2 separate regions of the Sus scrofa genome follow, and region 1 is linked to region 2. A link is a contact called in public Hi-C data. All regions are on one chromosome and are shown on one strand. Each heading gives the region's core, a stretch centred on a gene start, on an enhancer-like site or on the middle of the called end of the contact. The rest is flanking DNA. Distances are from core to core; before and after follow the strand shown. Region 1 overlaps AFF1 (AF4/FMR2 family member 1). Region 2 holds the start of KLHL8 (kelch-like protein 8).

Evidence for each region. Hi-C and Micro-C count contacts between places; a contact is called where the count stands out from the background.
Region 1: a contact with region 2 is called in a Hi-C map of liver, with 1.7 times the contacts expected there. The contact joins the enhancer-like site here to the promoter of KLHL8 in region 2. A contact is called at or near these places in 1 of 5 promoter capture datasets (liver) and 5 of 47 Hi-C or Micro-C datasets (alveolar macrophages, embryonic fibroblasts, liver and 1 more).

What each region holds. Positions count from the first base shown.
Region 1 is chr8:131,876,410-131,879,109 of Sscrofa11.1, reverse strand. All of the region lies in intron 2 of AFF1 (AF4/FMR2 family member 1), which reads left to right. Among named protein-coding and RNA genes, the nearest start is that of AFF1, 47 kb to the left of the region's middle. Within about 2 kb of position 1,444, at least 13 of the 83 cell types and tissues checked have an H3K27ac peak or open chromatin away from gene starts, as enhancers often do. A contact at or near this core is called in liver, where this site is marked.
Region 2 is chr8:131,632,818-131,635,517 of Sscrofa11.1, reverse strand. It overlaps KLHL8 (kelch-like protein 8), which reads right to left and starts at 1,347. Exons shown (of 10, transcript XM_021101776.1): 1 at 1,156-1,347.

The DNA of each region.
Region 1 (2,700 bases), core at 195-2,694, 240 kb before region 2:
CTCTGTTCGCACCAGGGGCAGGTCTGCTGCACCAAACCCGTCAAATGTATGCTGATTAGGTGAACTGATAGGCATAAAGCCTATATGTATGTGGGGGGGAGGGGGTGTGTATTTAAATTACTCAGATTTTAAGGAGTGTATTTAACAGTTCTCTTTTATCTTTGCGAGCAGTTTATTTGAAAACCCTTATTCTAAAATATCCAACCTGTCAAAGCGGTTGCATTTTCAAAATGTCCCTTTCGTATGAAAAGATGCTCAGTCATGCGTGCTAAGAGAGAGGCAAATGAAAACTCCGCTGCGCCCTCGTATCTGGTCTGTCAGGATGGGGAAAAGCGAAAGGTTGACAACATGTTTGGTTGATAAGACCGTGGGGGGAAAGTACTGTGCTCTTGCCCACAGCTGCTGGGGATGCAGACTGCAACAGTCTTGGGAGGCGCATTTGGCAGCAGGTAGCAAGGTTATGTTTGCAGTTTCCCTCTGATCTATAGCCGGCTCGCATCTAGGAATTTATCCTCAAGATACACTGGCCAAAATAAGGAAAAGATATCTGCAGGTTTATTCATTACAGACTCTATGTGATAGCGAGAGACTGGAAGTAATCCAGATGTCAACAAGGAGTTGGTTTGAGGAATTTTGGTCCTGCAGAACAGCAGAGCGCTATACAACTATAAAAAGGAATGGGGTCTCTCTTTTCTACTGCTGTGTGATCTTTAAGATAATTTAAAAAGTAAGATGCAGAAGAGTGTGTGTACTTTTGCTGCCTTTTACTTAGTAAAGGGGAAGAATACGAAAATATATATGTATTTCCTTATCTTAAAGAATTATAGAAGGATAGGAGTTCCTGCTGTGGTGCAGTGGGTTAGGGGTCTGGAAGGGTTGCAGCTGAGGCTTGGATTCCTGACCCAGGAACTTCCATAAGCCACAGGTGCACCAAAACAAAAACAAAAACAAACAAAAAACCCTAAAGAAGGATATACCCCAAACTGATAAAGGGACAAAAATAGGAGCCAGACTGTCCTGAAGGTACCTTGCTTTGTGACTCACTTTGGAGCAACTAAGTATTATACATACTTATAAAAGAAAATTAAATCAGAGTTGGGGCTGGGGAAATCTCTTAAAAATTGAAAGCATCGATGAAATATGAATTTAGCAGTTTCTCAAATTGGTGGTTTATGTTTACCGACGGGAATAGCCTAAATCCTTACTTTGCACAGTTCCAATACAGGCAAACTTCAGTTATCGTGGTTTAAATAACACCAGTCCTTCAAGACCGTGGTTCAAATTTCAGTTAGCACAGCAACTTCATAAAGTACAAACTTTGCTGCTAGCTCATTGCTCCACAAATCACTATATAAATAACAGATGGCATCATGATCAGTGACCAATCGTATCAGTTCTTTTAAGGCCGTTTGGAGCTCCGCCACCGACTTGCTCATTTAGGTCATGCAGAGATAGCAAAGTGTGTCACTGTGTTGCCTCCTTGTCTCCCGGTGACAAGCTCATGTGACATTGCACAAAAACAGATAATCGAAAGAGAATCGGCCAACAAAGACGAAAGTGCGGGAAAGAAACAGAAAGGGACGAGGCTGGAAGTGAAATTCCAATAGAGCATAAATGAAGTTACAGAAGAAAGAGCTGACTGTGGACATATATGTGCAGCAAGAAATTGCTGTGGCTGTGGTGTAGACAGGCGGCTACAGCTCTGATTCGACCCCTCGCCTAGGAACCTCCATATGGCACGGGTGCAACCCTAAAAGAAGACCCCTCCCCCCCCCAAAAAAAAAGAAATACACACCGGACTGAGAAACAGGTTACCAGACACTTCCTGCTTACTATTAGCAAAATCCATAATGTGAGACTTGGACAGAAAATCATCTTTTTCTGCCAACAAATCTTCAGGAAAAAAATATATAGTTATTAAAAGACCAAAGCGTCACACCAACCCTGTGATGAAAGGCTCCTGTTTGGGTCTGGGCACACCAGTTAAACTTGAAGACTAACTGGATATTTGCAACTATTAAAGGAAAATTTTATAAATCTCAGTATCCAAGGAGAAGGTTTTAGATAGGATAGTGGTATCGTGGTTGTGGTTTTTTGTTTTGTTTTCTTTTTTTAAATCTTCATCTTAAAGTCTCTTTAAACCTGGGAAACGCCGGACCTTGAATTTCTTACTTGTTATCAGTGCACCTCGGAGGCAGAAACTCCAGGGTTTGTGCCAAATGATCGAATGGACCCTGGGAAGCTGCTCTGTGCTTTTCTTCTGCTCATTTGCCTCCGCCCCAGCTGAGTCTGAACACAACAGTTCTGCACCTCGAGTCAGGGGTCTGCCAAGGGCTGGACAACAATTTATGGACCAGACTGCGTCGGGCTTGGCTGAGAGCCAGCCCCCTCTGTGGAAGCCCTCTCTCCTCAAGAGGGGGTAACTCCTACCCGCATGGGAATCAGAGGCAATAACCAGGGCAGAGCAGAAATGATTTACCACTTCTCTTTTTAAAAAATGTTTTGTTTTGTTTTGCTTTTTAGGGCCACACCCACGGCGTATGGAGGTTCCCAGGCTAGGGGTCGCATCGGAGCTGTACCTGCTGGCCTACACCACAGCCACAGCAATGCCAGATTATTAACCCACCGAATGAGGCCAGGGATCGAACCTGTGTCCTCATGGATGCTAGTCAGATTTGTTAACTGCTGAGTCGCAACGGG
Region 2 (2,700 bases), core at 98-2,597:
AACCCTGTCCTGAGAATCTCCCCAAAGTGGAGCCACCAGCACAAGGTAAAGGGCCACACATAGCTATTAATACAATTAAAAGGAATAACTGCTGCGGGAGGTTCGTTCCCAGCCCCCCTAGCGGGTTAAAGGATCCCTTCCTGCCGCAGGTGCGGCTCATTTTCCATCCCTGGCCCGCGAGTGCATCCATAAAGTAAAAACTCAAAGAAACCAGTAGAGAGGAAAGGAATACTGAGAAGAGTTCGATTTTCTACGAAAAGTCACCTGATCGCTGCCAGGTGGGAAAACACATGAAAAGCTTTTCAAACTCAGGCGCCCGAGCGCTGGGACGGTGCAAACCCAGCAAAGGGCCAGCCCCGGGCTAGAAAACTCGAACCGTGTGGACAAGCTAACCAACAAGCTAACTAAGCCCAGAACTGAGTGGAAGGAGGCAAGAGCTGGCACCAGCGGCTGTAAAACAACTCCATCGAGCCGCTGCGTGCTGGAAAAGAGGCTGCAGTTTCTGGTGTCACATCGATCCGGGCTCCACCCCCGCGGATGGTCCACCTGGCGCGGGCTGCTAAGCCCCCAGCACCCGCCAGGCCGACCCGCAGCGGGCCCCGCGGACCCGCCAGTGCCCCTCAGGTGGGCCAAGCCGGGACGGGCGGCTCACCCCCGGACGCGCTGCCAAAGCCCCCGGGGCGGGCAGTCCCGGGGCGCCGCTCCCCCCGCCGCGACCCCGCGCGCGGAGCCGCGAGGCAGCCCGCCTGCCCCGCCCCCACAGGCCGCGGGTCCCGCGGGCCGCCCTCCCCGACCCCGACCCCGCGCCCGCCGCTCGGCGCGGAGGGTGCCCGGACCCCGCCAAGCACCTGCCTGCTCCTCTCTTTCCTTCCCCCGGGGGCACCGGAGCGAGTCCGGGGGTCGCGGGGAGGCTGACAGAGGCTGCGGTTCCCCTCGCGAAAGGCGACCCCCTTTCTCCCGCCAAAGGGGGCGACAGAAACCGTGCAGCGGTTTCATGGGCCCAAACCCCGTCCGCTGTGGAGTTTGGGTTACGGCTCGCAGGGCTGGAGTTTCCCCGCGCCCCCGATGTGGGGCTCGGGGGAGGGAGGACCTGGCGTCAGCGCACCGCACCGCACAAAAGAAGAGGCGACTGAGGGGGCACGGGCGTCGGGTTACCTCGGTCCTCGGCTCGCCCCCCGGCTCCGTCCCTCCCGGCCTGGCCAACGCTGCAGCCGGCCGAGCAGCTTCCCGCAGCCGCCAGCTGCGCCGCACCAGCCCCGCGTGAGCAGCCGACGGACGCGCGCTCTCTGGCGCGGCCCCGTCGAGCCCAGCCGGCGCCCGGCGTCCTCTCGCCCCCGCCCCCGGTGCTGTGGCCTCAGGGGCGGGGCGAGGAGCGCGCGCCTGCGCACAGCACTCTGGGAAGTGTGGTTTTCAATGACCTCCCGGGGGACCGCTCCCGCCCCCGCCCCCACGCGCTCTCCCAGGTCGCTCACCGTGGGTGGTGGGGTTTTTTACCCCACGGCGAAGGTTATCCTGCCCGAGGCTGGCAGATCAGGGCCTAGGGGACGTCCTGAAAACACATTTTTGGGTAGGCCACCGCGTAATGCCCCCGGAGTTTTCCGTTTCTTTACTTCTTTGGCAGTTCAGTAAGTGCCCTCCTGCTGGAGGTCGAGAGTCAGGGTTTATGGCTTTGAAAGGAAAAAGGTGCTTCTCCTTTCATTCCCATCACTTTCTCCACCTGCTCTACAGAGGCTATACAAAACAGCTGGTGTATATAAATACATACCCACAGTTGATAAGCCTAAGGAAGCAGTTGATTGATCTAAGCACTCACTGCTAAAAACAATTGCAAGCAAAAATGATGTTGAAATAAACTAATTTTTCAGTAAAATGTAAGCAGGGAAAGAGTAAGCAAGAGCAAAGAAAAAAAAATTGAAGAAGGATATTCTCCTAAATGTGGCTTTTGTTAGAGCCACCTCAAATTTTCACACCAGGAATCTATTTCAGAATAAATTCCAACTTAAAGTTTATAAATATTAATATATAGGTTTGTATTGATTTTGCTAGAGTTATTTTCCCCCCAACATAAGCATCTTATGTAAAAACCCCGAAATGACTATTTCGAATTTGAAATTTTAGTTCCAGAGGGAAGAAAATAATCCCCTTTCTTTTAAATAGAAATAAATCTTTTTTTTTTTTTTTTTCTTTCGCTTTTTAGGGCTAAACCTGCAGCATATAGAGGCTCCCAGGCTAGGAGTTCCTGTCATGGCTCAGTGGTAAACCAACCTGACTAGTATCCATGAGGACAGGGTTCCATCCTTTGCCTTACTCAGTGGGTTAAGGATCTGGCATTGCCGTGAGCTGTGGTGTAGGTCACAGAGGTGACTCAGATCTGGCGTTGCTGTGGCTGTGGCTTAGGCCAGCAGCTACAGCTCTGATTTGACCCCTGGCCTGGGAACTTCCATATGCCAGGGGTGCAGCCCTAAAAGAACAACAACAACAAAATGCTTGTAGAATAGAACTGCTCTTTTTCCTCTGCTAATTGCCATAAACAAAATAACAGACTACTTGTAGTTACTAACCACGTCAAAGAAATATACGCCATAGTTCAATATGATTACCATTTATCTTTTCAAGTATATTTAGTGAGCATCGACTCTGCCAGACGCAGAGCTAGGAATTGGGATGAACTGAATAGTACCTGCCCTTGGGGAGATTTAA